Linked DNA regions of Mus musculus: regions 2, 3, 4, 5 and 6 are each linked to region 1. The links are chromatin contacts, called in public Hi-C, HiChIP or PLAC-seq and promoter capture Hi-C maps. All regions are on one chromosome and are shown on one strand. Each heading gives the region's core, a stretch centred on a gene start, on an enhancer-like site or on the middle of the called end of the contact. The rest is flanking DNA. Distances are from core to core; before and after follow the strand shown.

What was found. Promoter capture Hi-C pulls out the DNA fragments that hold promoters and counts their contacts. A called contact is a pair of places that touch in the nucleus more often than the background predicts. HiChIP or PLAC-seq counts read pairs in DNA pulled down with a chosen protein or histone mark.
Region 2: a FOXA1 HiChIP or PLAC-seq map of pancreatic cancer cells shows a contact between it and region 1. The contact joins the promoter of Smarcd3 here to the promoter of Klhl7 in region 1. A contact is called at or near these places in 1 of 15 datasets of contacts at CTCF or cohesin (the NIH/3T3 cell line), 2 of 484 Hi-C or Micro-C datasets (CD4 T cells and embryonic stem cells), 1 of 115 datasets of contacts at active chromatin or transcription factors (pancreatic cancer cells) and 1 of 9 other capture datasets (liver).
Region 3: a promoter capture Hi-C map of pre-B cells shows a contact between it and region 1. The contact joins the promoter of Abcf2 here to the promoter of Klhl7 in region 1. A contact is called at or near these places in 4 of 39 promoter capture datasets (embryonic stem cells, liver, pre-B cells and 1 more), 1 of 484 Hi-C or Micro-C datasets (CD4 T cells) and 4 of 115 datasets of contacts at active chromatin or transcription factors (effector CD8 T cells, epiblast stem cells, memory CD8 T cells and 1 more).
Region 4: an H3K4me3 HiChIP or PLAC-seq map of stem cell-derived neural progenitor cells shows a contact between it and region 1, with 4 times the contacts expected there. The contact joins the promoter of Gbx1 here to the promoter of Klhl7 in region 1. A contact is called at or near these places in 2 of 39 promoter capture datasets (liver and neural stem cells) and 1 of 115 datasets of contacts at active chromatin or transcription factors (stem cell-derived neural progenitor cells).
Region 5: a contact with region 1 is called in a promoter capture Hi-C map of liver, with 3 times the contacts expected there. The contact joins the promoter of Srpk2 here to the promoter of Klhl7 in region 1. A contact is called at or near these places in 4 of 39 promoter capture datasets (hippocampal neurons, liver and pre-B cells) and 1 of 484 Hi-C or Micro-C datasets (embryonic stem cells).
Region 6: a Hi-C map of B cells shows a contact between it and region 1, with 6 read pairs. The contact joins the promoter of Slc4a2 here to the promoter of Klhl7 in region 1. A contact is called at or near these places in 1 of 39 promoter capture datasets (erythroid cells), 2 of 484 Hi-C or Micro-C datasets (B cells and CD4 T cells), 2 of 115 datasets of contacts at active chromatin or transcription factors (embryonic stem cells and memory CD8 T cells) and 2 of 9 other capture datasets (liver and pancreatic islet).

What each region holds. Positions count from the first base shown.
Region 1 is chr5:24,098,650-24,102,523 of GRCm38.p6, reverse strand. It overlaps Klhl7 (kelch-like 7), which reads right to left and starts at 1,934. Exons shown (of 11, transcript NM_026448.3): 1 at 1,650-1,934. The coding sequence starts at 1,769.
Region 2 is chr5:24,599,977-24,603,850 of GRCm38.p6, reverse strand. Smarcd3 (SWI/SNF related, matrix associated, actin dependent regulator of chromatin, subfamily d, member 3) reads left to right here and starts at 1,849. Exons shown (of 13, transcript NM_025891.3): 1 at 1,849-2,070. The coding sequence starts at 1,993.
Region 3 is chr5:24,575,762-24,579,635 of GRCm38.p6, reverse strand. Abcf2 (ATP-binding cassette, sub-family F (GCN20), member 2) reads left to right here and starts at 2,169. Exons shown (of 14, transcript NM_013853.2): 1 at 2,169-2,289; 2 at 2,909-3,117. The coding sequence starts at 2,949.
Region 4 is chr5:24,524,871-24,528,744 of GRCm38.p6, reverse strand. It overlaps Gbx1 (gastrulation brain homeobox 1), which reads left to right and starts at 1,897. Exons shown (of 2, transcript NM_015739.2): 1 at 1,897-2,634. The coding sequence starts at 1,929.
Region 5 is chr5:23,673,722-23,677,595 of GRCm38.p6, reverse strand. It overlaps Srpk2 (serine/arginine-rich protein specific kinase 2), which reads left to right and starts at 1,629. Exons shown (of 16, transcript NM_001359173.1): 1 at 1,629-1,738; 2 at 1,822-1,876. The coding sequence starts at 1,723.
Region 6 is chr5:24,423,516-24,427,389 of GRCm38.p6, reverse strand. It overlaps Slc4a2 (solute carrier family 4 (anion exchanger), member 2), which reads right to left and starts at 2,158. Exons shown (of 23, transcript NM_009207.3): 1 at 1,955-2,158. It overlaps Cdk5 (cyclin-dependent kinase 5), which reads left to right and starts at 3,826. Exons shown (of 12, transcript NM_007668.4): 1 at 3,826-3,874.

The DNA.
Region 1 (3,874 bases), core at 685-3,184:
AGGGGTCCGTGTTCCAGCCCCAGCAAGCATCAGAACTTGGCAATAAAACCATAAAACAAAGAAAAATACATGAATCCATTAAGGTGATTAAAATGCTCTAGGAGTCTATAATAGCTCAACAAAAATAAACTATGTGAATCAGTACAAAATGGTACTATGCATCTTTGTTAAATGCAGGAATCCTCCAAGTTGATAAAAATGCTACAGGAGTCTGAAATACACCATAAAACAGATTAAATTAGCCACAGTAGAAGGGTCAGATCCCTGAGTGCTCACCAAATATCCATATTCTTCTTTGTATTCAATAGCATAACCTTGATTTTTCAGTAAATCTCATAACTGTATTTCTATTTTAACAAAAAAGATGTCACAATATTCTAAAGCTAAGTCTAAGAAATATGAATTAATTTTAAAATCAAAGAACTAAATAACATGTTGGTTCAGACCATCTTCTTGTAACACCTGATGGATGCTGTGACTTTGTTGCAGCCTATCTAAGGAATGAGGTAATGCTTTGCAAAGCTCCAGCCCACATCTGCCACAGTTCGGGACAGTAGGAGTATACCAGAATGAGCTTAAACAAATTTAAGCACCAGTGAGTTCGATTTAATTACCACTAGAGGTACACATCAAAGACACTTGCAATCTCAAATCATCAATTCTGTAGATCTCAAAAAGGTTACACAAAAAGAACACAAATATGAAAAGAGATGCATTTTAATAAAGAAGCCAGCCATTCACAGCTATTTCAGCATAAAAACCAGGAAAGATATAGGCATTGAAAACATAGTATCTATCCGCTACAACCAGAGCAGTGTGCCATCTTGTGAACAAAGAGAAGACTGCTGCGACCAGTGTTTGGCCTTAAGAAATCAGGAGTTGGTATCTTCCGAAATAAATCTTAAGATTCTTCTGCTGCCCATACTCACAGCAAAAGCGTCAGAAAGCCGAATTAGGTTTTTTAATCACTCAAGCTTATCTGTAGTGCTTTGTCCTCTTGAAAAACAGATTTCAGAGTCAACAAACTGACAAACATCCCCAGAATCCATAATGTGTTCTCTACCAAGTAAAACTCACGGAACCAAAAACCAACCAAGTGGTGTTCCCCTGCTTACCGGTCTATTGGAGGTTATAATCTAGTTAATTCTATCAAACACCTATCTACCGTCTCCATCGTTAAGCCGTGCCTTTCATAACCCACCTTTCAACCAAATGCTGCGGTTTCTCCAATACACGGCAAAATCAAAGACAGCACAAAGAGATCCTCTTGGTTAACAGTGGCGCCAGAACCCTTAGAAAACTGCTATTTACTGGTGACTGGCGTCGCCCTAAATGACAGGTGATTTATCAACTCGTGCCACTTGGGTGACAGGGCGGCGGGGCGGGAGCCTCCCTCCGAGAGCTCCAGATGACACCGCACGGTAAGGGAAGGCTCCAGGCCTCACGGGGAACTGGATGAGACCGGTTACACAACCGCCCCGGAGGCCCCCCGCCCGCCGCAGGAGTCCCCGTCGAGCGGGCCTCGGAAGCCCCGTGGCGGAGCAGGCCGTCAGCCAAGGCGCCGGCCCCGCCGCCAGCCTCCGCCGGACCCCTGCCCACCGCCCCGCACCGCCCCGCACCGCCCCGCACCACCCCGCACCGCCCCGCACCTGTTTCCTCATGTTGTTCATGACGCCCATGAACCCCGCCAGCAGCTTGGCTTCTTCGCGAGCCGCAAGTTTCTTCTCAGTTTTCTTCTTGCTACTCTTTTCCACGCCGGAGGTGGCCATCCTCTCTTTGCCCTCTGCGGGTTCGCGGCGACAGTTTGCCCGCCACACGCGGCAGTCTGGAGCACGGCTTCGGCGGCGGAGCTCGGAGAACTGCGGGAAAGCCGAAGGAGGACGAGACGAAGCCAACTCGGCCACGGTTGCAAGCGAAGGGAGTCCCAAGCATGCGCACTGGGTCGGGCGGGGGGGGTGCGCTCTAAGGAGGAGGGGGCGGGGCAGTGCGTCACAGCCACGCGACGCCCTAGCAACCGGCTGCGTCGCGCGGTGCGGCGTCCTCAACAGTGGGTACCCTTCGGCCTGATCCAAGCTCGCGTGTGCTTTTCTTCTACCAAAGGCCGACTTCCCAGGTTTAGATTTCGTGATGATCTATTTTGGATAATTGTGTAATAGAACAAACTAAGACGTCTCCCTATGGCGTAAGCTCCCTGAGAACAGGGTCAGTTCTTCACTGCCTTTTCAGACTGGGGCTCATTGTAGGCGCTCAGTAACTATTACAGGAAAATTGCATACTGCAAGGCAAAGGTTATTTAGGATAAGCACAAGAGTTACTTGTTTGAGATTCAGAAAGCAAAACCATTGTCCTGTCGATTTCTCCTCTCCGTGACATGCCTGCCTGTTTAGTAGGCTGTCTTTCTCATTAAAACAGATCTGGTGGGTGATGGTGGTGGTGGAGGCAGAGAGTGGTGGACTACTGAGAGAAACCCTGTCTGGGGAAAAAAACAAAATCAAAAAAACCAAAAAACTAGAGAGCAGGTGTTAGTTCCAGCCAACTTTATTGAGGTTTCCCCGGGCAGTTCTACTGGAATACAGAACTCAGTCCTAGAACTCACAGAAACATGTTCATAATGAGTTTTTTATTTTGCTGTTTAGGAATACACAGGACTGAAGTCGTTATTTCTAGTAATGAACTTTCTACATAGCCTCAGTTTTCTACCTAGATGTATGAAGAACTAGACAGAAGTTTTATGTAAAATGATCTAGACCGCTGTTGATCTAAAACAATAACTGCTTAAAAGAAAATTAAATAAATTATTTTAAGCTGCATAGGGTCAGCAATGGCCTAAAAAGGGATTGAACATATCCTGGACAGTATGTTTCTTTATAAAAGAGATTAGATAAATATATTTATCTGCAGGAGGTGGGGGAAGAAAGTTAATCAAGGCGTTTACCAGATACACTGGTGGGAGCATCAAGTTGGTGGACCACAGCACAGTGAGAAAATCCTTTTGGAAGTTTTAGACGTCATATATATATGATGCCCCCTTTCAACATGTTTTATTTAAGATAACTTTTAAATTAAATATATTCTAATCATATTTTTCCTCTCCCTCAGATCCTTCCAGATCTTCCTGTCCCTGCTCACCCAACTTTTTTTTTTTTTTTTTTAAATATATTTATTTATTTATTATATGTAAATACACTGTAGCTGTCCTCAGACACTCCAGAAGAGGGAGTCAGATCTTGTTTCGGATGGTTGTGAGCCACCATGTGGTTGCTGGGATTTGAACTCCTGACCTTCAGAAGAGCAGTCGGGTGCTCTTACCCACTGAGCCATCTCACCAGCCCTCACCCAACTTTTAAGTTGTTTGTCAAACAAACAAATCCAATACTGTAACAAAACCAAGAAAATATATAAAATGACACCCCAAAAGAAAAACAAACATCAAGTTGTAATTAAAGAAAAGTGCATGCGTGCTTGTGCATGCAAGTGTACACACATACACACACACATACACACACACACACACACACACACACACAAAGCTGGAGTCTATTATATGTTTGTCAACTATTCCTGAAAATGAGACCTTCTCTGGAGTGATTGGTATACACCAGTGTCACGCCATTAAACAAAACTGTTTTTCCCTCTCCCAGCGGGTATAAATGACAGTTTAGTTCTTACCTTCATCCTAGTGGTTTTCATGCATTCACTTTTTTAAAAATACAACAAAATAAAATATAAAACAAGACCCATTACTTTGAGATTGGACCAGGCAACCTAACAAAAGGAAGAAAACCCTTGAGAAGACACAAGAATAAGAGACCCACTTGTTCACAGACAGGAATTTAAACAACAACAACAACAGCAACGCACTAAACTGAAAAGC
Region 2 (3,874 bases), core at 600-3,099, 500 kb before region 1:
TGAAGTGAAGGGCACATGAGGCATTCCGCCAGCCCAGTTTATGGGCAAGATGAATGAATGATATGGGACATTTGGATAAGACCAAAATAGGTTCCCGTAAGCGAAGCAGGGAACCAGGGTCCGACCTGGGTCTTAAAGGATGGGACAGGCAGAGAGTGCAAGTGGAGGCATTGCAAAATGCCTGAAGAGCCTTAGACCAGGGGATGAGTGGGGTGGGGGGAGTGTTGGAGGTGAGCTGCTGGCCCTAAGCAGGTTATCTTTCCAGCCACCACCGTTACTGTCTGCTGCTGCTGGAGTCTGCCCATCCTGGAATACTGTCCCCCATAGCATCTAAGAAGATGTTTTCTCTAGTCTTTCACGGTGACAGTGGCCACCTGAAAGGACAATGACAGCTAGGCATACTAACAGGACCTGCAGGAAACAAAGATACAGGCCAAATAGACTGGGAGAGCATTCCTCTGCTCCTTATCCTGACCCATGAAGACATTCTGAAGGGCCAAAGGTTAGGGTCCCTCGGTGCAATGGGTCTTGAGGGCTCAAATTGTATGTGTTCCCACAAGTTCCCTCAGGCATTGTCCCTCTCTCAGCGGCAGCCCCAGCTAGCCCATAAACCTGACCCTTGATTGTCCTGAAACCCGCGGACTCCTCCTTCAGAAGGTGGGGACAGGCGTGGCTTGTGGAATGGGCGGAGCTTGGGCTCAACCTAGGGATCTCAGGATTTGTCCCCTCCTTTCTGTTCTTCCTCCCCTCCAGGGATGGCCAGTTCTATCCACACTGTCCCATTTAGGGTTTCCTCGTCTTCCTACCCCACACTCCTGCTTTCTCTTCGGTTCTGGGGCGGACTTCACCAATCCCGAGCTCTCTGGGTCTCCGCGCCAAAGCCATCAAGCCCTGCTTGCCTCACCCTTTCCTCCTACCCACCCAAGTACCCACCCTGGATCCGCGCCATTCCTCACAATGTACTCCTCCTGTTCTCATGAGTCCAGTCCATGTCCCCTTTTCGGAAATATTTCCCCTATTGCCCTCACTTTCTCGCACAGAGACAAACAAAGACTCACAAGCCCAGAAATAGACTCCAACAGAGCTGAAAGACACAGGCCGTGTCCTGCCCCGCACGCACGCGCGCAGGCTCGGCGGCTCTTGTGAAGGGAAGCACACAGACTGGGCGTTTGTCAGTGCACGCACATAAACATCCACACCCACAGCCTCTGCGCCGTGCCACAAAAGGGTGCAGACACACGGTGTGCGAGACAAGGGCACACACATCTGCGGGCGCCCGGGAGCCCGCCTAGCCCGGCACACCCACCGCGCTGGCCCTGGGACAGGAGCAAGGCCTGCTTCGGGCTCGGGTTCCCCCCCAGATTCCTTCCAGCAAATGTTTCCCTACTTGGCCTGCCTGGTCCCAGGGGAAAGGGCCTCAGAAATGCTGCAGGAGCCACTTGGGGGAAAAAAGTTGGAACTGTCTGTTCCCTGCCTGGCCATGTCGGCGAATTCCCTAACCGAGAAACTATTTGTGGCGAGGGCAGAGTGGCTGGCGAGCCCCTTGTCACCTCCCGTGGTGTTCCCTCCCCGAGCCGCCACCGATGGGCCCCGGGCGGCCTGGGCGCAGCGCAGCTGCCCATCGCGCAGCCTCCGGGCAGATCGGCTCGTCTCGCCGCTTCTGTGCGCCGCTTGGACCACGCGGAGTGCACAGGAGGGCCGCTCCGTCCCCGGCGCGTCGCAGGCAGACCCCGGGCCGCCGGACTATTTCTGTCTTATCAGTGCAGGAATGCGGCAGCCGCGGCGGCGGCGGCGGCGGGCGGGCGGCGGCGGCGGCGTGGGCCGTGGGCCGTCAGGGCAGCCCTGAAGGGGCCCCCTCCCCACTCCGCTCGAGTAGAAGTGTGAGAGAGCCCAGCAGGACTCAGAGGGGAGAGTTGGAGGAAAAAAAAGGCAGAAAAGGGAAAGAAAGAGGAAGAGAGAGAGAGAGTGAGAGGAGCCGCTGAGCCCACCCCGATGGCCGCGGACGAAGTTGCCGGAGGGGCGCGCAAAGCCACGAAAAGCAAACTTTTTGAGTTTCTGGTCCATGGGGTGGTGAGTGGGGGAAAGTTAGCGGGGGAGGGTGAGCGAGCTGGCTCGGGCTGAATGGAGGGATGATCGGGAGGGGCCGCCGGCGCGCTCCGGCTCTCCCACCCCTTTGGTTGAGGGGCGCACGGTCACGGCCCAACCCTGGGACCTTGCGGGCGCCCTGGCATCCGAACACGTCGCCAAGCGGTCGGCTGGGGATGGGCGCGCGGCGGCCGGGAAGAGAGGCGTCGGCTTGGGTTCTTCTCAGGGGCAAGGGGTGGGATGTGGGCACCGTGCCTCCCCCAAGAGGGGGGTCCCCTCTGTAACTGACATGTCTCACATTCTTTTACTGGTGGGCTCAGGTGTTACCCCTGCCCTGGGGGTGGGGGTGGGGTGGTGACTCGAACACACAGCTAGGGCAGGGCTGCCTGTTGTCCCTGTTCATCCTTTGGGACAGGGTCACTCCGACTAGGTCTGAGCAGCTAGGAGCAGGTGACCTAAGAGCAAAAGCTCTCTGCTGAACAACCTCTGCATCCTAGCAGGAGGGCCTTGAGGACTTGGCCCTGCTGTCAGAGCTGAGAAGGGTCTACTTGTGAGACCTCAAGTTAAGCAGTCAGAAGATCTCCTTGGCAGGCTCAGCCACCAGAAGTTGATGACCTTAACACCTCAAAGGTGTGAAGGAGGGGCAGGAGTTGGGGACATGAGGCCTAGAAACCAAAGGGATAGTACTATACCGTTCTAACACACACACACACACACACTCACACACTCACGAAGACATGTGAGGAGTCTGAGGGTACCCAGGAACCTATTGAGGTGGAGAGCCTGCTGTGAGGAGCTCTAAGCCTGGGCATATGGAGGGAAGAGTCAGTCATATTTACTATGGCCAAATTTGGTTGTGACTCCAGGAAGCACCATTTCAGTGAGAGGCAAGGGCCCCCAGAATCTGACCCTTATGAGGCTGTTACTGATGGCAGGCTCCTGGGGGCCCCTAGAAGCCTTCTTCTCAGGGCCTCATTAGACCCAACAGTATCAGTGGCCTTGATGAATAGGAGAGTGGCTGATAGGGAAGAGGGCTTCTCTGTGGCAGCCTGTTCTCTAGCCATAGGGATCTCTGGGGTATAAATTCCAAGGCAGCCCTATGGGTTAGTGGAGTTACCAATCCTGACCTAGCTGCTTAAGAGTAGTTGCTTTAAAGACTACCATCCAGTGAAGAGGCTCTGCATATGGAATTGAATGTGGTCAACTTGGTAGTTCGGTTCTTGGATGATTAGAGTCCCCTCTATAGTGATGGAGAATGGCTAGGCTTGAGCTTCCACGCTGGTGACATTGGTGCTGTGAGTGACAGAGTCAGGTGGAATGGGGGAGGCAAGTTCAGGGACAGGCCTGTTTGACTATAGAAGAGATGGGCAGAGACAGCTGCTTGGCTCTGGGTGGAGACCTCAGAGGTAAGCAATGTAAGAGGAGAAAGGAAGCCCAGGGTTAGGGTTAGGGCTTCTTAATCCAGGGGGCAAGATGAGAAGGGTGTGTGTGTGCATGGCCTTCTGTAGCCCAGGCTGGCCTCAAATTCACTATATATCAGAGGGTGGTCTTGATTTTCTGCCTTCACCTCAAGATTAGGATTATAAGTATGTGCTATCATGCCAGGCGGTGGTGGCGCACGCCTTTAATCCCAGCACTCGGGAGGCAGAGGCAGGTGGATTTCTGAGTTCAAGGCCAGCCTGGTCTACAGAGTGAGTTCCAGGACAGCCAGGGCTACACAGAGAAACCCTGTCTCAAAAAAAAAAAAAAAAAAAAAAGTATGTGCTATCATGTGCAGTTTATTTGATGC
Region 3 (3,874 bases), core at 920-3,419, 480 kb before region 1:
ACATTTTAAAGGGTTCGTAAGATAGCTTAGCAGGTTAAAAACCGAACAACAACAACAAAACTCTTGCCAACAAAGCTTGATTACCCGAGTTTGATCCTGATTGAAGGACAGAATCAATTCAATAAATTGCTATTGTCTGACATCAATGTGCAAGTGGTATAGCAATAATTAATAATAATAATAATTAAGTACAATTTTAAAGATTGAATGCATCATGGGACAGGACGCATGTAGTGAGCAAAAGCTTATGTAAGTCAAATCTGTCTGTTACAATAGAGAACCACTCGTATTACCCTCTGTAGTAAGCAGCCTCTCTTTTCCTTAGACTTCATGAAATGAAGCATCAGACTCGAGGACACTCACTCATGTGCCCTGTGGTCAAGACTGACTGCATTTCTCATCTGTGATATTACTTGGCCTTTGAATAAAGTTCCTTGCTACTTTGTAATCTGTGTATGCTCATGTCAATTGTGTGAAATATCAATAGAACTACTCAACTGGTGGAGGTTATTCTAGGAACATGGTCAGTGGTATTTAAATGGCTTAACTCTGAACTCTAAATTCTAGCAGAGGAGAACTGCTTCTACTGTTGGGGGAGAGAGGTGAGATTAGTGTTTTGTGTCTTACAGGGATCTTATTCAGACTCCCTTAGGCTTTCCAGTCATTGCCATCTCTGTTGAATAAATTCCAATGAGGCACTGAGTAATGAAGACAGAGTTTACCATAGAGTAAAATGAGGACACCCTCAAAGGCAGAGGTGGACAATGGACCAAGAAAATGTTTCTCATTGGTGGGAATGGACAATGGTCACATGGGTTTTATACTAGTGCTTCGTTTCTGAAACAGACAACTTCCTTAGCAGCCGCAGTTTCCTGTTTAGGCGATTGGCAGGCCCATTTGGATTTCCTTTTTCTTTTCTTTTTTCTTTTTTTTTTTTTTTAAAGCTGTGTGTGTGTGTGTGTGTTACAAAGCCTCCTTTTACCTTCCTCCCTTTTCTTTCATTTATTTATCTATGTGTATGAGTACACTGTAGCTGTCTTCAGACACACCAGAAGAGGGCATCAGATCTCATTACAGATGGTTGTGAGCCACCATGTGGTTGCTGGGAATTGAACTCAGGATCTCTAGTAGAGCAGTCAGTGCTCTTAACTGCTGAGCCATCTCTTTAGCCCGTTTTCATCTTAAAATTAGTGTGCTGCCAAAGACACAGGGGGCAGGCTCTGAAGCTACTTGTGATGTCCACCCTCAATGATCTTCACGCCTAATTTCTATTTAGCTTGGCAACATGGTGACCTTAGAGGAAAAGGGGGTCACTTTCTGAGAATGCACTCAGGGGCACTAAGTTTGCTTCCTTCTGTGTCATCAGTGATGACACACCAGTGGACAGGACCCTGGACAGGTAGCAAGCAAGGGTCGTAGAGTTGTTTTGTGTATGAGGCTACAGATCTAGTTTATAATGTTCCTAACACTAAGTCTGCTTTAGATTTTAGACAGTGAGACTCAAAGGAAATGAAACAAGTCACAACTAAGTGTCCATAGAGCTAAACTCAGCAAAGTGGTCCTATACTTTAGATTTTTCCACCACATTCGCATGGCTCTGGTGGAACCCAGAAACTCTTGACTAAGATACCAAGGTTCAGCACAGCGTCTGGCACTTTCAAAAAGTTTCGTTAGCGATGGACGAGGCTCTCAATTTCGGTTCCATGAGACGAGGATGCCTTTCTCGAACAGAGTTCTGTTGGCGTGGTCTACAAAGGGTTACCTCACTTTCAGAGCCACCTGCCCAGCAGCAACTCGCTCTTCTTTCCCCTCCACCTTCTAACTCTCTTCTCTCATTGTTTGGTCTCGCACTCTTAGGACGCTGGCCGGGAAGCTTAGTCGCACTTCCTGCTGGTTAAACCAGTAGAGCAGCCTGGTAAATTTATCTGCTAGGGGTGGGGTATCCTTTGGGAGACCAGCCCACCTCTCCGAGGAGCAATCTGGGATTTGCAGTTTTCAGTTCTTCAAACCGGCTTGGTAGGACGGGCCTCTTGGACTCTAATCCTCCCCCAACCAGAATCATCGCGCGTTCTGATGCCGTCACTAGAACGGCGCAACACCTGGGAATCGTGGTAGTTCCGGAGGAGAGTCCCGCCCTAAGTTCTTACGATTTGAGAACTACATTTTCCAGAAGCCCTCGCGGCAGCGCGCCAAGGGCCGCCCGGGGCCGTGATTGGTTGGGGAGCCGGCCGCACGCGGAGGAGCTCAAGGAGCAGCTCTGTTGCGACAGAGGCCGAGCGGCGAGGCCCCGTGAGTTGAGGGGGAAGGGGCGCCGGAGGGGAGGAGAGTGTGGACCCGTGAGCAGGAAGCGGGAGGAGAAGCGGAAGGGAGCTCAGGGTCGGAATGGAAAGGGCCGAAAGGGAAAAGAACTGGCCCAGGCAGAGACGCCGGCGAGCGGGGTGTGGGGGAGGTTAGGGGCAGCGAGCGCAGAGACCCTTAGGGACCCGCTGGGGAGGACTCGTGGTTCCGGGAGAGAAACCGCGCCGCAGTCGGTGGGGTGGATGAGAGGGACGGAAGGGAGGTCCGGGACGAACTCCTGGCGAAGAACCGAAAAGGAGGCGGCTGGCAGAGGTGCGCGAGCGCCAAGTTCGGAAACTGGAGACGAGGGGCAGAGCGGTCCCTCACTAAGGCCCTGGGGGAAGAGCGCATCCGAGTGAAGCCGGCGGTGGGGATTGGCGCGCGAACCCCAAGGGAGGAGATGAGGCTGGAGGAGCGGTCGAGAGAGTGTGAGAAGCCCGGACAAAGTTGGCGGGGACAAGAGTTGGGCACCACAGGCTTGATAGGAAAATTCCAAGGAGGGATGGGATAGCACTCAGACATTCTTACCTGTAAGTTTAGAATTTTGGAGTATCTGTTTGCTTTTCTTCAGACTCCTGAAAGGACTGTAACTACCCCTGTGGCTCATCACCATGCCTTCCGACCTGGCCAAGAAGAAGGCAGCCAAAAAGAAGGAGGCTGCCAAAGCCCGACAGCGACCCAGAAAGGGACATGAAGAAAATGGAGATGCTGTCACAGAACCTCAGGTGGCAGAAGAGAAAATCGAGGAGGCCAATGGCAGAGAGACCACAGGAGATGGAGGTAGGTTGGGTGAGTTTCCTGAGCTGGTTTTCGAAGCCAAGATCAGAATCTGGATGCAGATGCATAGGCCTTTAATTCCAGCATTTGGGAGGCTAAGGTAAAAAGATGAAGGTTTGAGGCCAGGCTGTCCTCACATCCCCATCTTTTTAAACAGAGTAAAGCACCCACAGACACATGTCTTTATATGCCATGAAACTTTTTGGTGACACCCACACCCATAGAGTTAAAACTTGTTACTGATGAAGGAAACTGAATTCAAGTGGCAAACACAGATGGGAGTTTTTGATCTACCTTGGTTGGTGCTGCAGTAGACAATAAAAGGGAAGGCAACTTGTACTATTTCCTGTTTTTCTTCCTACCTATGGTGGTGAGTATACAGGCTCTACCATATGGTGCTGTCTTTTCTGGGGGGGGAGGCAGATGTTTGGAGATAGAAGGGTTTCTCTGTGTAACCCTGGCTGTCCTGGAACTCTGTAGACTAGACTTGCTTGAAATCATAGAGAGATCCACCTGCCCCTGCCTCCTAGCTGCCGGGATTAAAGGTGTGAGCCACCATCCCTGGCTCATATGGTACTCTTAATGTCACAGGGATAGTGATTATACCAATGAGTAATGTGTAACATATTGTTATATATCTTCATGTAATTTTTCTGATAATATATTTATGGTTTTGTTACTTAGGTTTAGGGGATTTATTGTAGCATTTTTCCATATTAAATAAGCTACTCACTCACACTGTAAACATAGTTTGCTCTCA
Region 4 (3,874 bases), core at 648-3,147, 430 kb before region 1:
CACTTTTGAAGTCTGGTCTTCACCATCAGTACAGGGAAGGCTTGGCTAACTTAACAAAGCTTGCTTAGAAGACTATCTTTAGCCAAAGATGAGCTCTAGTTGTTTATTTGAGCTGCAGTTCCCAGACCTTAGCTAAAGCACCCGAGTTTTCTCTAAGGCGGCATCTCCCCAGCCTGTCTCTGTGTTCATTGGGAGAATGTAGAGTCCAAAGCATATCAGGACTGTGCAGCCTTGACACCATCTTCTTTTCACTTCTCTGATGAATTCAGAAAGCAAGACCTCCCTCCTCTCCTCCCATTCAGAGGGTCTCACTGTGTACCCCAGGGTGGCCTGGTCCCAGGTTCAGACTGGCCTAGAACTCCCTAGGTAGCTGAAGATGACCTTAAATTTCTGATCTTCCTGCTTCTGAATATCAGCAAGAGTTACCACAAAACCAGTTCAAGCCTTATCTTACTTAATCCTGCCTTAGTGCTACCCTGCTGACATCACTGTGACAATAGCTCTGCTCATTAGCTAATAAAATACTTCTGCTTGGGACAAATGTCAGAGACCCAGCAGTCCCTTCAGCCCAGCTCTGTCCTCTTTGGGAGCTCAGTAGGTTTTCCTCTATATCTAAATAGGACCACTCGCACGCCTAAACTACATCCTGTTGAATTTGTCTGGCTTTGCTATTGCTCCTTTAGACTGTGAGGCTCTTCCTGACCGCACCTGAATAGTTCCCTAGTCCAAAGGCTGCACTTTTGCTGGACAGGCTTGCTCTCCATTTGCAACTTTGAGCCTCTCTTCTTGCTTGTCTTGTTCTCACTCTCTGACCTGAGGTGCTTATGCAGCCAAAAGCCAATGACTTTTGCCTCTAGAACGACAAGTCTGTTGCTGGGAATCAGAGGAGGGGGACAGTCAAGGCGGAATGGGGGAGGTGAGCAGAGTCATCTGCAATTAGCAGATAATTAGCGCTGCTGACCCTTGGGGCTCATCAGCGCTCCTAGGGCCAGCCCCCAGCAATCAGCCAGGGCAGGTCGAGAGTGTCAGGCCCGAGAATGAATAGGGCTCATCAGACGCGCTGGAGCCAGGGAGCCAATCAGGGAAATTAATGGGGAGAGAGAGAGAGAGAGAGAGAGAGAGAGAGAGAGAGAGAGAGAGAGAGAGAGAGAGAGAGAGAGAGAGAGAGAGAGCAGGGAATGAGAAAATAGACTGGGATAGAGAATCAAAAAGAGAGGAATAGGAATTTTAAAGGCGGCTAAAAGAGAGGAAAGTGAGAGGAAGAAAAAGAATGGAAAGGGTGGGAGAGAGGTGGATGGGGAAAGGTGAAGGAGGGGGAAGGGTAAGTACTTGGCCCTGTGTGGGCACCCAGGAATTCCCGCATAAGCGAGAAGTTGGAGATGGAGGAGAAATGAGGGAGAGGGAGCGAGAGCCAGAGCTTAGAGAACCGAGTCCCAGGCAGAGAGTGCGAAGGCACTGGGAAGACAGTAGGAAAGCGGTCGCCCACGAGTGGCCCCGGGCGCGCACGGGGCCCTGGGCGGAGAGCGCGCCCCCTGCTGCCCCGCGCCGCATCGGGGCTCCTAGGGATCGCCACTCGGTGCGCCCCGAGTCGCTCCTGGCGTCCTGCGCACCCCCGCCCCGCCCTGCCGCGCTCCTCTCGCCCTTCGAGCCGCGCCGAGCCCGGGCCGCGTGGGCTGAGCCGGGAGCACGTCCGGGCGCGGGGAGAGGACCTAGCCAGCTGCCGCCGCCGCCTCCTCGCCCGCCGCAAACTTTCACAAAGCCGCGGGTCCGGCCTCATCAATCTGCATTAATAATAGTTGGTTGGGCCGCGGGGGGCGGGCGGGGTCCCGGGCCGGCCGGGCCACTGAAAAGGCGCGGGGCGCGGGGCGCGGGAGCCGGGAGCGGCGGCGGGCGGAGGGAGCAAGTGAAGCGTAATTTGAGGAAGATGGATGAGTCCGGAGGGCGACACCCCCAACCCGCCCGCCCGCCCCCTCCCTCCTTATGAGCGAGAGAGCGCGGCGCCGGAGCCACACTGCGCCGAGCCCGCGCCCCGCCGCCACCTCGGCCCGCGCGCCCGCAGCGAGCCCTGCGTGTCCGCGCGGGGCGCACGGCGGGGCCCGGGCAGCGCCATGCAGAGAGCGGCAGGCGGCGGCGCCCCCGGGGGCAGCGGCGGGAGCAGCGGCGGCCCCGGCGCCGCCTTCTCCATCGACTCGCTCATCGGGCCGCCGCCGCCGCGCTCGGGCCACCTGCTCTACACCGGCTACCCCATGTTCATGCCCTACCGGCCGCTCGTGTTGCCGCAGGCGCTGGCCCCCGCGCCGCTGCCCGCCGGCCTGCCGCCGCTCGCCCCGCTCGCCTCGTTCGCCGGCCGCCTGAGCAATACCTTCTGCGCGGGGCTGGGCCAGGCGGTGCCCTCGATGGTGGCGCTGACCACTGCGCTGCCCAGCTTCGCAGAGCCCCCGGACGCCTACTACGGGCCCCCGGAGCTCGCCGCCGCCGCCGCCTCCACCGCCTCGCGAAGCAACCCGGAGCCCGCGGCCCGGCGCACTGACGGAGCGCTGGACGCTGAGGAGCTGCTGCCCGCGCGCGAGAAAGTGACTGAACCTCCGCCGCCCCCGCCTCCGCACTTCTCTGAGACTTTCCCGAGTCTACCGGGTAAGTGCTGGGACCGACACGGGTTTGACCGTCAGGAAGTCCCAGATCCGAGACCGGTCCAAAACTCCCGCCATCTGCTTGGAGCCCTGGAGTGCCGGACTCCAGATCGTACGCGGTGTTCAGTAGTGGACATCTCCAGGTCCCAAAGCCCTGCTCTTGCCCCGGAGCGCCTGAAGTCTCACCGGCAGTACGTTTCTCAAGGCATTATAGTCCACAAACCTCGCCCCATCTCTTTTTCAGAATCCCTTCGTTTTTTCTCCTCTCAAAGGTTGTATTCTTGAGGGCCTCAGCAGGACCCTAGGGTGACAGCATGTTAGGGTAACTGTCAGCTTAGTATGTGGGGACACGGTCTGAATCGACCCCTCAACACTCAACGATGGGAATGGGCTTTCTGGATGCAGGGCCTGGTGAGCCTGTGGCTTCCTTCACCTTAGCAGAGGTCGCTCTCAAAACTGGAGAACCAGGGAGGGTGCTGGACCAGGGCTGGCCAGGACTGGAAATGCTAAAGGCTGGCAGAACTGGGTGTGGCATAAAGACTTGGGAGTTGAGAATCCTGCTAAGATTCAGCTGAGCCATCATTTAAGAGCCCTGAGCTCTCCCCGGGAGGATGCCTTCTCCACAGAAACAGGGTGTAGTAAACGAACCCAATCAGACTCCATTCCCTTGAAGCCCTCTTGTCCTGACCTCAGTATCTACTCTAGAGCGGTTTCCTAGCCTGGAAGAGCCAGGTGTGCCGAGATCAAGGTTTCTGCAATCTGGTGAGTTCTAATTAAGAAAGCTAGCCCGTGCAAGGGTAGAGGGCTGGAACTTCCTTCACACTAAGACGAGCCCATTTCTGCTTCTCAGTCCATGGCACTTAGGTTGGGATGGGAAGGACCAGAAGGATTTGGAGGCTGACTATAGCAGAGGCAAGAAGAGGGTCCAAGAATCATTGGCTAGGACGGGCCATTCCTGATGTCCCTGCTGTGAAACTGCCCTCAGCGCTGCTCACTCTCAGATGCCAGCGGCTGTCAAGAAGCCTGCCTTCTATTTTTTTTTTTTTTTCTAATTTGGTTCTGGACGTTTTGGCTGTGGGGATTCTTCTGCTAATTCCTTTTCCAAACTGGTTGGCCCAAGAGAATCGGAAGTCAGAGCAGCATCTCCTTAGCAGACTAGAGCTCCCAGAGTTAGGAGACAGGATCTTCAGACCAGAGGGCAGGGCAGAGCTTGGAGGACGGAAACCGGCAGGAGGTTCCTAAGA
Region 5 (3,874 bases), core at 380-2,879, 420 kb after region 1:
AAAATAGTCACTGTTAGTGGTGCATGCCTGTCTTCCATGCACTTGAGAAGCTAAGTAAGGCAAGAGGCCTGCAACGCAGGTGTACTTAGACTGGCTACATTGTAAATTCAAGGCCTGCCTTGGAACTCAGGGAAAGTATCAGAAAAAAAAAAAAAAAGTCCCAACCCAGGGATTATTCTAAACACACTTAAAAACACATGGGCACTAACAGTAACGGATGACCTTGGGTTGGAAAAAAAATGTCGCCAAACATATTTTATTGGATTTTCTTAGAGTGATAACGTTCTGATTATGTAGAAAAAAAAAATCTTTGCTTTTAGTAGATATGTATTGAAATCTTTTGGGGTGGAGGGTAACAGTCTGCAAACTACTGAATGACTCAGCAAAATACACCATATGCATACACACACACACACACACACACACACACACACACAGAGCAACTGTGGAGAAACGTTTAAAAAAAACCTAGTGAATGTGGGTTAATAGTGCCGATTACTGCATTTTTCTTGTATGTTTCAGATTTTTTGAAAAAAAAAATGGAGAAAGTAAAATCTTTTCAAACTTGGAGCGGCCTTTCCTGTTTGTTGGGACATCTTTAGAGTAAGACTCAGTGATACAGTTGTAACTCAACGATACAATTGTAACCAATGAAGGACTGAGTGTTCAGGACCAGTATCTTTAAGATACTGTAATTGTTCAAAGAGACAAGAGAACACTGAAGTGGTAACTACGTGTCAGTCAGCGTGATTTGCATCTTAGATAGCCTTGGAAGGTAGAAAGAGAAACCAGGTAGCCTGGGAAGGCAGAAAGAGAAACCAGCCAGGCCTGAATAGAAATACAGGCTGGTAGAACTGTTTGACCTATTTAGGGTTTAGTTTCCCCATTATAGGAGGAAGAAAAAAAAAATCACTTTTTGGCATGATTGCTGTTTTAGGCTCTTATCTCATGGTATTTAGAAAATTAGGCTTTCTGTGACAAACTTTCCATTTAAGCTGTGTGCATCTTTCCTTCGTTAAACTCACGCAGCCTAATGGAGTAGGAAAAGAGAGGAAAATCACTTCTCCAAGGTCACACAGACACTCAAGGACCCAGGTTCCTCAGCTCTTGGTCTTGTGCCCTTTCCACGCCCGCCGGAGAGGAGGAAGCGGCGCTCATAGGGATGCAAGGATGTAGAGATGCAAAGGGATAGAGGAGGCCGCCTGAGAGAGGTGGCGAGAGACCCGCCAAGGCGCTGGCCAAGGAAGAGCGCATGGAGAGGCGTGCGGCACGACCAGCCGGGGTGCGGAGCGGTGGCTGGGAGGAAGGGTCGGCGGCTGGGCCTAGTGCCCGGGAACGGGTGGCCTGCGGCGGCCGTAAAAGCAAGGAGGTGGAGGCCGTGGGCGCGGGAGGCCGTGGGCGAGGGGGCCGTGGGCGCGGGGAACCGTGAGCGCGCAACCGCCCTTCAGCACAGGTGGGCCGCCGAGCGAGTGATAAGGGCGCGGCCGGGGTCCGGACCCCCGTGCTCCAGAGCTGCGGAGGGGGGCGCGGAGGGGGCGGGGCTGCGGGGCGGGGCCGCGGGGGCGGGTCTCATTGGCCCCCGCGGGAGAGGCCGCGGCGGCGCAGGCGCGGTTCCCGCCTCCTCGGCCGGCGAGCGAGTGGAGGCTGCATCCCGGTGCGGCTGACTGTCGCGTCGCCGCCGCCTCCGCCGCGGAGCCCCCCGCCTGGCTGCCCCGAGTCGGAATGAGCTCCAGGAAAGGTGAGCGGCGCGAGCGGCCCCCGCCCCGCCTCGCGGCACGCAGGCGGCCAACCCGACCGTTAATGTGTCTTCTCTCTCCCCAGTGCTGGCCATTCAGGCCCGAAAGCGGAGGCCGAAAAGAGAGAAACATCCGAAAAAGTGAGTCCGCGCGGCGCTTGGTCCCGACCCCGCCCCGCCTCGCTGAATGTTGCTTGCGGCCGCGCAGGCAGAGCTTCCCGGTCCCCGGGCCGCGGGCGGTGGGTCTCCCGGGACGCGGCGCCGGCTCTACGTGCCCCGGCGGGGGAGGGGTGGGGGGAGGGGCGCGCGGCCGCGGGTTCCGGAGCCGCGACCTGGCCCGTCAGCCTGCGAGCCGCCCGGGCTCTGCACTCGACCCCGCGCCCCGTGCCCCGTGCCCCGCGTCCCCGATCCTCATCCCGCGCCCCGGATCGGCGTCCCTGATCCGTATCCTGAGCCCCTTATCCACATCCCTGATCCGCACCCCAGTGCCTGTACCGCACGGGTCGGATAGTGGGCACGGGAGGGAGGCGGCGGCGCGGCTGACACCTGGGCTGCGGGAGCCAGTGCGCTGCCGCCTCTGCCACCTCCCGGTCCCGCCTGGGCCAGCCAGCTGAAAACCCGAGCTGCTTGTCAAGTGGTTTGGCTCCGGGCGTTGTTCCTGGCGTGAGTTCAGCTCCGGGACCGGTGCGTTTCGGCGCTCGGGTTTTTCATTCGAAACTTTCTGCTCGGGTCGAGCGTTACTTGCGTGCTGCGGCTGCGCCCAGGTCGCTTGCTGCAGTGGGCTGTGGGTGTGTGCGCGGGCGGGTCCCGCGTGGTGCTCCGGACTGGATCCACCGACTATGATATTTCAAATGTGCCAGCGCCAGCCACCTCCAGCCTGGACCTGCAGCCCAGTTGGGCAGCTGCTGTCGGAGAAGCCTTTCCCCGAGAGCTGGGTTTTCCTAGGCGTCAGAGCGCCGCCGCGTGTTTCTCTTTCCTCTCTCTCTGGGTTTGCTGGACCAGCTATCAACATCTTTGCTCACATTGTTTGCTTCGCTGTTCCTTTTGCGCAAGAAATTTGTGTGGTGTCTTTGGTACTATAGAGAAAGACAGAATTCGCCTTTAATAAAATTACGAAATATTTGTCTATCTTTATTTTGCAAGGGGTGGGATAACCCTCTGCTCTCTTAGGTGGTGGTTATAATTTGTATTGGCCCAGCAGGGATTTCCCACACATTTGGTGACATCTAGGAAAACTGGCAGGATTGTCTTCATTCAAAATTGAATATAACTTGACTGTATGTATAGGATTTCCTAAGATGTGGATATATAAATATGAAAGAAATCTATTTTTAGGAGGCAAAAAGACTTGAAAATTGGAAGGTAAACATTGAAAATTAAAAAAGGTTTTTATTTTTATTATTTTGTGTGTGTGTTTGGGTTTGGATGTGTAAGAGCCTTGACACCTGTGGAAGTCAAGGAACAACTTTCAGCGTTTGATTCTCTGACCATAGCTTCGGAAACTGAACAAGATCAAGCCTGGTTAGTATTCAGATGGGAGACTACCTGGGAATACTGGGTCTGTAGGAAAAAAAAAAAAAAAGAAAAAGAAAGAAAGAAAGAAAGAGAAAAGGATTGATTCTCTGTTATGTGTAGGTCTGTGGGATTGAACTCCAATTGTCAGGCATGGTGATAAGCACTGTTACCCTGAGCCATCTCCCTGGCTCAGATATCAGATATGGGATATTTAAAATGCTGAAACTCAATGTAGGCTTCTGATAGTTTATGCTTTTTAAAAACTAGTTCTATTTCCCCGGGGCAGTGATGGTACATACCTTTAATTCCAACACTGGAGAGGCAGAGGCAGGAGAGTTTCTGTAAGTTTTGAGGCCAGCCTGATCTATAGAGCTAGTTCCAGGACAGCCAGGGCTATACAGAGAAACCCTGTTTCACCCTCCCACCCCTCAAAGTGCTATCGTGGCTCAGTAGTTAAGAGCTTCTTGCTCCTGCAGAGGTACCTGGTTAGTTCTTAGCACCAAAATCATGGTTCACAACCATCACTATCCTCAGTTCCAGGGTGTCTGATGGGCAGCTGCATACATGTATTAAACATATATACATGTAGGCAAAATTCATAAAAGAAAACCTTAAAAAGTAGTG
Region 6 (3,874 bases), core at 909-3,408, 320 kb before region 1:
TTGAAGGGCCTCACAGTGGCCCCTTAGAGGTAGCAAGAACAAAGAGCAAAGTATGTATAGGAAGAGAAGACCAGAGTTGGGACTGCCAAAAAGTGGCTGGCACAAAGACAGCTGAGAGAACAGACAAGAGAAAGGGAAGAGGCACACCGGGAGGCAGGAAGGAGTCAAGGCCCAGCCCTGGAAAGAAAGTAGGAGATGAGGGAGGGAATGATAAGGGACAGAAAGATTGAGAGTGAAGGGCCAGGCAGGAACAGGAACCAGGGCCCCTGGAGGTGAGCCTGAGAGCAGAAAGGGGTGTGGTAGGGAGTGAGACACCCCACAGAGCAAGAGGGGTGTGGAGGCCTGGGCGCTGGCTTCCCAAACAGAAAGGAGGACTAGAAAGAACTTTGGAGAGAACCCAAAAGGGAGAGCAGAGGGCCTGCAAGTACGGAGGGGGTGCTCCCCAAAGGCAGGCAGGCCAGCAGGACTACCACCCTAGACATAAGACAGAAACAGCCTCCCCAGTGCAGAACAGGAACCCAGCTCCACTCACTCAGTAGGAAGAACGGAGAAGCTGGACAGCGAGCTTATAATGGGGGAGGGGCACGTGACATCGTCAAGGGGGTGGGCACAGAAACCCTGAGGGGGCAGTCTCTCTATTCCTTCCCTCCCTAGCCCTGGGCCAGGAAAATCTGAGTGGCAGGACGGCAGGACAGCCCTCCTGACGATGACTGTAGGTTGTGAGCTGTGATGGGGGTAGAGGGAACCCAACCAGTGCAAACTGGGGTGCCCATGCACACTGAGGGCACACCCAATGCTCTCTAAAGGTAACAATGCTAAGCTGCTCAGGTGTGCTGCCGATGTGTGGTTGCCTGATTTATGGCTACCTTGGCAATGAGATGGGGTCAAATAACAGAGGTCTGGGGGGATCAGCCCAGGGTGGGGAGTCTGGGCCACACATTCCTGGCAAGAACTCCAACTCAGCTGACTGCTCTTTCCACCTCCCCCCTAAGCAGGCCTTCAGCCAGGGCCTGTCAGTGTGGGGGAGAGGTGTGAGGGAGGGGACCTGGTCTAGGGGGGTATAGGGAATCTGTGTTCACCACCTGCAGGTGCTCACTCCCACCTCCAGGCTTTGCCCTCAGTGTGTTTCACCACCAAGCCCTCCTCCCTCTACCCATGCCCCCCTCCCTGCTGTCGTAGAATACAAAGCAGCCTCTGTCCAGAGCATCGGTACCGATAATCCTAGTGGGGGCACATTCCCCGGACCAGCCCCGACGGGCCCGAAGGATTAGTGTCTCTCCCCCAGCCCAAGGGATTAGCAGTCCGGACCCCCACTCGAGCATTAACCATTCCCCAAGTGAATTCGTACATTCCACAGCTCTTGGCTGTGGGGCTGGTGGGGGGCGGAGAGAGTTTGATAAAACGGACCCAGATTTGAAGCAGCGCTCCCTCCACACCCAAGCAAGGAGTTCCCTACAGAAGAGAAGGCAGTCCCCTAGGACTCAAACTTCAGGCTTGTCCTTCCCACCCTCACCCAGCTGCTCCCCCTTCTGTCTGACCTCTTGTCCTGACCTGACCCGCCAACCCTTTTCATGGCTCCATCTCTCAATCCCGAGATCCGAGGAGTTGCGGTCCCAGGCAACCCACAAAGTGGCGAGTTTCTGGGGCACAGGGTCGTCTGGAACCCTCACGGGAGTGGGAGAGCGAGCTGAAGGCAGTAGCTCCCTGAGACTACCCGCTCCTGGTGACAGGGGGCGCGGCACCTTGGCTTTAGGTAACTCTTAAGAGGCGGACCACGGAATCTCGCTTCCGACCCGTACTCCCACTCGCCTCCCCATCCTTCTCCCTAAAACCTCGCTCCCTGCGCCCCAGTCCCCGCCCTTTCCTCCAGTTCCACTCCCTCGGCGCCCGAGTCTCCAGTCCCCCCCCCCCCTCCGCGGCCCTCACCCTCCCTCTCCGCCACCTAACTGCTTACCCGCTAGCTCTAGATTTCGTGTCCCGGGGGTCTCCGGGTCTCCCCTGATCCTCCGGAACCCTCGCGCGCTCCCGACGATTTCCCGGTGCCCACCCCGGGGCGCGCCCCCGCCGCTCCCAACTTCTCCCAACTCAACTTTCCCCCGCGCTGCGGGCAGGCCAGCCTCCAGCGTGCGCGCCCCCCGCAGCGCGCCGTGCGCGCCCCCGGCGCGGCTAGCTGAGAGGCGGAAAGCGGACGCTGAGCCTCCGCGGCGGGGGCGCGCTCCCAGGCACAGCCCGACACCGCCGACACCGCCGGCGCGGCCTTCCGGCTGTTCCCCCCCCCCCGCCACCCGCGGCGAAGCTCCGGGCTCGCCTTCTCTTAGCTTTAGTGAGCCACCTCTGTGAGGAAAGAAGCCAGCTTTACGTTGGGGATCGAGGGCGTGGAGTAGGCCAGGAAATTGAGATGCAGGGAGTCGAACTACAGATTTTTTGACGTTAAGGTTCTGCAGAGCCCCCGCCCAAATAACACCACTGAAACACCAAGAAAGCCCCGGTGTCTGCTTGAGAGAACGGGTGGCAGGCGAATGTGGAGTAATGAGTGGGTGGGGTTGGGTGGCCAAGACCCTGAACTGATGGAAAACAAGACAACTTGTTGAAGATTCCTCCCTTTCGCTAGAACTACCTCCGGGCTAAATGGAAACCTATTCATAGCTGACACCTCTATTTGAAAGACCCTTGCGTGTCATCATGTTTTCTCAACTAAGTTATCAATTATTTCAGATAAAGAATACACTTTATGCGTCTTCAGTCTGCCACGTGGGTAAATCACAATATTGTTTATGCAAAAGCACTCAGATTTAAGTGAGTTAATTGACAAACGGTTAGCGCCTACTCTGGTTCCGCGCTGAGGAATGCTGTTTGGGGCCATTTTCGCCCGGTTCACAGCCCTCAAGAATGCAATCATGAGACAATTAGAGAGTAGTGCAAGAAAATCTATAATCAACTCCTTTATAGGATGAGGTAAAGGCTGCTTGCTCCAAGTGTAGCAACTGTCTGTGGTCTTGTCTGTTGAGGGAAGTAACTGACCTGCCAGTCTTCGTGGGCCACACCCTGGCTGACTCCAGTGGGCCTGCTCTGAAGACTGGGATCTGGGGGACACCCAGGCTCCAGTCAGCTGGCCTCGGCATGTCAAAGTGGAGCCGCTGGAGTCCGGTGGGTTTCGAGACGATAAAATGGGCCCAGCAGAAAGAGGGGACTCTGGCGTGTGTCCTTCCACTCAAATCCAGACTCTAACGGGGCACACCTGTCTCGCTGCCCAGCCCTGTGGTCAGCTGGTCCCTGTGAGGTCATCAGCAGTAAGACATCGCTCAGAATCATTCCCCAATCAGTCCTGGGGTCACCAGGTGGCCTAGGAGAGGTGAAAACTAGTGCTGAAGCTGTCAGGAGGTCGCTGGTGACTCAAAACACCCAACCAGGTCAGAGCCGGGCCAACAGCGCTCGGGATCTAGGCCGTCAAACGCAAACTTCAAGCAGAGAGCACCCCACCCCCACCCTCACTGTATTCTGGAACGCGTAGTCCCGGAGAGGCCCTTTTCTGGAAGGCTGTGAGCACAGAAAAGGAATAATAACAAGAGCGGGGCACACTGGGAGCCTCCGCGCCTTGGCGGAGACGCCCGACACGCGATGCTTCCTGGGAGTTGAAGTTTAAGGTTTGCCTCCGCGATGGAAACGAGTCCCTGGAGTTGATCGCTGCAGAGAGCCCGAGCGCAGCCTGTTGGACTTTGTAGTCCGCGTGTCCTCCGCCACAGGCATTCTTGGGAACTATGGCTTCCCCGGGACTACAAGTCCCAGATGCCAGTGCGTGGTGAGCAGGTGGGCGGGGCTGGAGCTGTGAGTACCACCTCCTCTGCAACGCCAGGGCCGGGAGTCTTAGAACCGA